2 separate regions of the Cricetulus griseus genome follow, and region 1 is linked to region 2. Evidence: chromatin contacts called from public Hi-C data. All regions are on one chromosome and are shown on one strand. The core of a region is the stretch at or near the end of the contact, and the rest is flanking DNA. Distances in the headings are between cores, read along the strand shown. Region 1 holds the start of Tcf7l2 (transcription factor 7-like 2). Region 2 overlaps Tcf7l2 (transcription factor 7-like 2).

Region 1 (3,376 bases), core at 328-2,827, 130 kb before region 2:
TTTCTGATGAATATGGAAGTTGGGAGCTGGTGGGATGGTAAATCTCACCGCCTCCCCATCCCGCCCTTATTTTGTCTGCTCTTTTGCTTTAGTGTGCTAATGTGCTTGGGAGTTTTTCTGTCCAGTGCAGGGGAATTCGTTGGCCTTGTCAATCTCAGTATCATTATTTTTAGTTGTCTTCTTTCTGAGGCCTGAGCCTGTACAACAGTTTTGTTGAACCCCAAACTCTCTAAATATTACACAGTAAATTGGTTACTTTTGGAAATCTACAACAGATGAGCTTTTTAAAGGGGAGGGTGGGATAATTTAATGCATTGTGAACCCCAGAACATCAAACCTAATAGTAAGTTGCCAGTTACTCTTCTCTCTCTCTCTCTCTCTCTCTCTCTCTCTCTTTCTTTCTTTCTTGCTTTCCTTCTTTCTTTTTTGGCTTCTCTTTTCACCTTGGAACTCCAGTTCCCTTCTCACTGGAGACTTGCAAGGAAAAGGACCTTCTGACTCTGCCAACCAGGGACATCCTTTCTCCTTTAACATAAGTTTCTTGCCTGTTTCTCAGCAAATCAGTGTGTCCTCCCTGAGCCTAACAGCCAACAAATACCTGTCTCAAATCCTGGGCTTGCCACCTCCTCCGCAAGGGCTTCTAGGCCAGCTTTGGTGACTGTCTCCTGCCAGAGCCATGAACACCTACAGCCTCTGGGCATTTCCTCTCCGACCCCTTAGAGAAAAACTACAGCCCAATTCTTCCCCAGGGCTTGGTGAACTTTCACTTTTATTTTCCCTGGCGCTGTTAAGGCCCCAACTTTTCACCTCCAAAGTCAGAACGGACTTTGGATCCTACATCACTTCCTACTTCCAACGTCAGTTAAAAAAAAAAAAAAAAAAAAAAAAAAAAAAAAAAATCCAACAACTTTACCTTTCCCTTAAGGATATTTTTAGTACCCCAGTCGAACCTAAAGTATTTGTTTTTTGGATAAAACGCCTTCTTGGCATATTTAACCGAGTAGTTCTTTACATTTAATGACATGATTCACTGTCATTAAAGAAAAAAGGGAGGGGAGCCGTTGTGGGTTAACCTCCCCAGGTCTTCTCAGAGCAGAGAGAGGGGTGAGTCTTCTTGCCCCAGTGGTGTCTTATCCCGCCCCAGGGCGTCCGACTTCTCTGAGGGATTAACCACTGAGCTCCCCGTCCCCACATCCCATAGTCCTCCCCTCTGGGTCCCCATCCTCAAGACTTGTGGCTAACACTTTTTCTGGGCCTCTCCCCTTCCCCGCCCCCCGAGTGGGCTTTCCTTCCGCCTTCCCCGGCTCAGATTCCGGACTCGGTTGCCACCCCCTTCCCCTCCTCTCCCGGTCCGCATTGTCTTTCGGAACCCGCCCCCTCCAGGAGCGAGGCCCGCACCGTCCGGGCGCCCGGCTCGCACACTGCGCACAGGCCGCACCCCGCGCGCCTCCCGCGGCCCCGGCCCGCCCCGCTCCCTCTCCCGGCGCCTAAAGGATCATTGTTGGCCGCCCCCGCCCCGCCCACCCCGGCTGTTTATTTATGCATACGTCACCGGGCTCGCCCCGCCCCCTGGCATCTCATTAAGGCGAGTGTGTTCCTCTCGCCCTGTCAATAATCTCCGCTCCCAGACTACTCCGTTCCTCCGGATTTCGATCCCCCTTTTTCTATCTGTCAATCAGCGCCGCCTTTGAACTGAAAAGCTCAGTCTAACTTCAACTCACTCAAATCCGAGCGGCACGAGCTCCTTCGGTGTCTTCGGCTTCCCCCCCCTTTGCTCTTATATCTGACTTGTTGTTGTTGTTGTTTTTTTTTACCCCCCTTTTTATTTATTATTTTTTTGCACATTGATCGGATCCTTGGGAACGAGAGAAAAAAGAAACCCAAACTCACGCGTGCGGAAGATCTCCCCCTTCCCCTCCCTCCTCCCTCTTTTCCCCTCCCCAGGAGAGAAAGACCCCAAAGCAGGAGAAAAAAAAAGTTAACCTTGGACTCGTCTTTTTCTTGCAATATTTTTTGGGGGGCTCGCAAACTTTTTTTTTTTTTTTTTGCTTTTCTTCCTCCTTCATTTTTCTTCCAAAATTGCTGCTGGTGGGTGAAAAAAATGCCGCAGCTGAACGGCGGTGGAGGAGATGACCTAGGCGCTAACGACGAGCTGATCTCCTTCAAAGACGAGGGCGAGCAGGAGGAGAAGAACTCGGAAAACTCCTCGGCGGAGAGGGATTTAGCCGATGTCAAGTCCTCGCTGGTCAATGAATCAGAGACGAATCAGAACAGCTCCTCCGATTCCGAGGTAGGGAGAGCCCCTCGGGCTGGCGGGGCTGAGCCTGCCGGCTCCGGGGCTCCCGGGCTCCCGGGCTCCGGGGCTCCGCGGCTGGGGCTGGAAGGCCGGGCGGCTCGGGGCTGCAGGCGGCGGGCGGGCGCGCGGGCTGCTGACGGCAAAAACTTGCAACCGTGTTTTTCTGCACCCCTCTCCCTCCCCGCACCCCCTCGGCGCGGCGATCGCCCCTCGCCCTCCCCACCTCGCCCCTCCGGGAAGGCGGAAAGACGGCCTCCGCCTCGCTCCGAAAGTTTCCGAGACAAATCCCGGGAAAGTTTGGAAGAAGGTGAGTGCGCCCCGCGCGCCCCCAGACCGCGCGATCGCGCTGCCCCCTCCCCGGGTCGGCCTGGCGGGTGCCCCCGTGCCCACTCCCTGCCCACCCACCCACCCACCCACCTACCCACCGAGTTTCCCGCGCCCGCCGGGCCCCGGGGACGCGCGCGGGCCCTCGGGGGGACACTTGCTAAAAAGTTTCTCCCGCTCTCTCCCGCGCCGCGCGGCCGCCGCCGTCCCCTCCGCCGCCCCGCCATGTTAGCGGCCAAGAGGCAAGATGGAGGGCTCTTTAAGGGGCCACCGTATCCCGGCTACCCCTTCATCATGATCCCCGACCTGACGAGCCCCTACCTCCCCAACGGATCGCTCTCGCCCACCGCCCGAACCGTAAGTGCCACCGCGCTCCCCGCCCTGCCCGCCCGCCCGCCCGCCGGCCCCCGCATGCCCTGCCCCTCCCCCGCCCCGCCCCTCCCCCTCCCCTCCCCCTCGCGGCCCGAACTCTCCAAACTTTTTCTCTGCCTTTTGTGGACTGGGTTTGTTTGCGCTTCGCCATGTTCTGGCTTTCCTTGTGCTTGCCTCGCGATTCGGGGAGCCTTTTCCTTGCCAGGCAGGGCCCTGTTGGGGCGGTGGGATGCCAATCAGAACTTTTAATTTCTCTCTCTCTCTCTCTTTCCTTTCCTTTCTCTTTCTTTTTTCTTTTGAGCTCTGATTTCCCCCTCCCCCCTTGCTAGTGGTGTTTGTTTCTTGTCCCTGGGAAGAGGACTGTGTGGCTCTTTCTTCTCCCTC
Region 2 (3,377 bases), core at 282-2,781:
TAGTAGTTTTGGGCTTCATTTCCATCCTCACCTCTTTAACACCAAGCCTTCGCTCCTCTCCTCTTAGCCTGCATCAATCCGGAGTGCATACCTGCCTATCAGAAGCATACCCATTGGGTGGTGACCGGCCTGAGCTTCCGAGCATTCTGGCCTCAGACACTCTTAGAAAGCTGAAGTGATGTAAGAAGGGACCTGTTCAGACGAGGGTGAGCCTCTCTGAGATTTTAGTTGAGAAAGATGGTCTCCAGGATTAGAGAAGAAGCGATTGTTTGGAGAGATGATGGTGCCTGTCCTGTGCATAAACAGATAGCATTGAGGCAGAGAGATGGTGATAAATCAAATGTTACCTAACAGGTTAGGTTTGTGTACAAGTGGACTACGAGATTTGCTGGGCCTGGACTCCTAGGAGAAGGCAATAAAATAACTCAGACAAGGAAATGTACTTATCGGAGTGACCTAAACATACAAAAGCACACATCACAGGCTCTTGAGTAGCTCACCCCAGCCAGAGTAATTTTAATCTGTTTTCAGTAGTTGGTGGGTTGGAAGAAATCTGCTGTAGAACCTGGGGGTTGTTGCAGTGACTAACAATACCCCACCTACTCCATCAAACCTCTCTCGAAAATTTGAAAACTGAGACTCAGGTACAGAAGGCTGCTGTAAGACTCTGAGGCCACATTACCAGGTGATACAGGGACCCAGGACAGAAATCCACTCTCCTGAGTGTGTCTTCCTACCCTACCTCTCTGATGCATGGCAGAGTTGCATTTTGTTCTGTGCCGAAGTTGAGGCTCCTTGGAAGCCAGTGTGGAATCCAGAGTGTCCAGGATGAAGTCAATTTTTCCCTCTTGAAATCATGACTTTTCCTGTACATTGGATGCTGCAGGGCTCATCAGGAGACTCACACAATGGTGACAGGGGATGAATGCCTCTGTGGAAGGATAGATAGGAATCGGGACCTAGAACTTATGTGTAAAAAATACTTGAAATCTTGCAAGCAATGACTAGGCTTTTAGCAACACCTAGCAAAGTGGACCACACAAGGTGACTCACACCAGCAAGCCCAGCATTCAGGAGGCTGAGGCAGGAGCATGGCTGTGAGCTGAGACTACAGACCATACCATAACCATTTATATGAGAGATGAATATTTGTGTGTTCTTGCTCACCTTCTTTCCCCAAGGACTGGTGCTTGGGAATTCTTTTAGGTTGTTGCTTTCTTGGATTTTGTTAACAGCCCAGAAATGTGTGTGTCGGGGGAGACTTTCTGAAAACAATATGTACAGGAGGTAGAATGGAGATCACGATGCTGTTGACAAGCTTAGAGATGCTGTAGACCAAGTTAGAGATGTTTACGGCTTTGCTAAGAGCTCCATCCTGCTGTTAGAGCCTGTGTCATGTAACCAGGAAGCAGGCTGATGCCCTGGGTTGAGTTCAGCAAGTTTGTTTTGACTTGTGGCCCATGAAGAGAGTGAAGCCCTGATTATGTAATAATGTTAACTGAGCCCAGAATGTCAGCTGGGCCCTGCTTGCCAAAGCTTGAAGAGTTAGTTGGGAGCAGACTATGTTTAGTATGACTAATGCAGCTTGGCAGGGTGAAGGGGTGGGTGGGTGTCGCTCTGAGAGTGAGGGATGACTTAGGCTATTTCAAATATTATCACTTTGTGTGCACTATAGCTGTTCACAAAGTGACTTAAGTAGTTAGCTAAGTTGAGGCCTTATTAATCAACTAGTACAACACTCCTTGTTGACTGATGGAGTCAAGACACCAAGGTATTCCACTTTCGATTAGGAGAGTCAGGCTTTCAGGTCCTGGGAAATGCTTCCTATAGCAGCCTGTGTTGGTCAAGTGTGGCTGGCAGGGTACTCAGTAATTAAAGCTGGTATACAAAGCCAACACCAGATTCCATAATAAAAGTCCCAGCGAACCCCAATAAAAATGTAAAGTAAAGAAAAAATGTGGCCCACTTTCCTAATAAAGATTCCAGATGTAATTTAGACTCCCGTCTCCGACCTCCTCAGTCTTTATTTGGGCGCCTTTTACTCCTTTTGCTCCCTTCTTCCCCCAAAAGGTCTCTCTTGGTCCTTCTTATGAGACAAAAGATCCCCATTTTTATGCAGATGTCTTTAGTTGGAGGCAAAAATAATCCAGAAGCATGTTTGCACAACCAACCATCCTTAAACAGTGCGTTCCCTGCCCCCACCACGCAAAGGTTGCTCTTTGGAGGGATTGATGCCCTCCCTGCCTGAGGTGAAGTGGGGAATCGCTTTTGTCCCTTCCCTGATGAATGGATGTAAAATGTTCACTGAACCTGGAAACACCTCCTTTTGTGCCTGGTGCCCCCCTAACACAGGCTGTTAAACTTGGGGCAATTGCTCGTGGTGGGGGATTGAATGGGGCCATTGTGGGCGGAGGGGCTCACACTGAAGCCATTGTGGGCATAGAGATGTCATTGTTTCCCACGTATTAAGGAGTAGACTCTGGGGACCCCCAGGCATCAGTGTGTCCAGCCACTGTGCTGACTGCACAGCGTTTGTGGGTTTGAATTGTCCCCTAAAATCCCCCGGCATCAGAAAGGCTGGACAGGGCTGGTCATCTTGAACCGGTCAGGCCACGGTGCGCCCCCTACAGGATTTATGTGGTAATTCTCACAAACATTGGCTTCTCAGGCTGCCCCTGACCTGGGTCACAGCTTCTCCTTTGATTGCTAGCCATCATTTCTGCTGGGAGACCACTTATCCTTCAGGCATCAGGGGAAAACATTTGTTAAAGATCATCCTTCCACCTTAGGAATAACAAGACTCCCCCGTTCTTGCTGGTGGCGTTTCCATTCTGTTTCCCTTTGGCCATATGGCCTTCTGAGGCACTTCTGATCTTAATTGCAGCATTCCGCCTTTGTTTATTCAAAAATCAAAAGGCGGATAGGCTATTGATGGTTTATCTGTATTAATTGCAACACCATACCTGCCAACTGTCCCTTCGGTTAGTAAAGGAAACTGCTACAATCCCCGCCAACAGTTCACATGTGTGTGCTCACATCACTTTACCACGGTGTGTTCAATAGAGGTAGGGATATTTTGAGACTTTAGAATTGCCGTGTGGGCATTTTCCACTACGACCCTCTGTCACACAGTGTTGACTTACAGGGAGGTGGACCTGAGGTTAGGGAGAGCAAGCAGCCAGGAAGTACTTGAGTTGAAACTCTGAGTCTTATTGTGTTAACTTAGAGGCTTGGGGGTATATTCTTGGCAATGTTGGTTTTTCCTTCTGTAAACCAGGAAGGGTAGTGGGGTTAACATCCTGGGAATGACACAAAGTTTATGCTACGCATTTATAAAAGACAATCCTGTATTCATTTTCCTCACAGAGGGTCGTATA

What was found. Hi-C and Micro-C count contacts between places; a contact is called where the count stands out from the background.
Region 1: a Hi-C map of the CHO-K1 cell line shows a contact between it and region 2, with 2.5 times the contacts expected there. The contact joins the promoter of Tcf7l2 here to the enhancer-like site in region 2. A contact is called at or near these places in 3 of 8 Hi-C or Micro-C datasets (the CHO-K1 cell line and liver).

The regions. Positions count from the first base shown.
Region 1 is chr3:5,716,436-5,719,811 of CriGri-PICRH-1.0, reverse strand. It overlaps Tcf7l2 (transcription factor 7-like 2), which reads left to right and starts at 1,577. Exons shown (of 16, transcript XM_027406954.2): 1 at 1,577-2,290; 2 at 2,537-2,603; 3 at 2,853-2,977. The coding sequence starts at 2,102.
Region 2 is chr3:5,584,880-5,588,256 of CriGri-PICRH-1.0, reverse strand. The region is part of intron 6 of Tcf7l2 (transcription factor 7-like 2); the gene reads left to right. Among named protein-coding and RNA genes, the nearest start is that of Tcf7l2, 130 kb to the left of the region's middle. Within about 2 kb of position 1,531, at least 4 of the 6 cell types and tissues checked have open chromatin away from gene starts, as enhancers often do. A contact at or near this core is called in the CHO-K1 cell line, where this site is marked.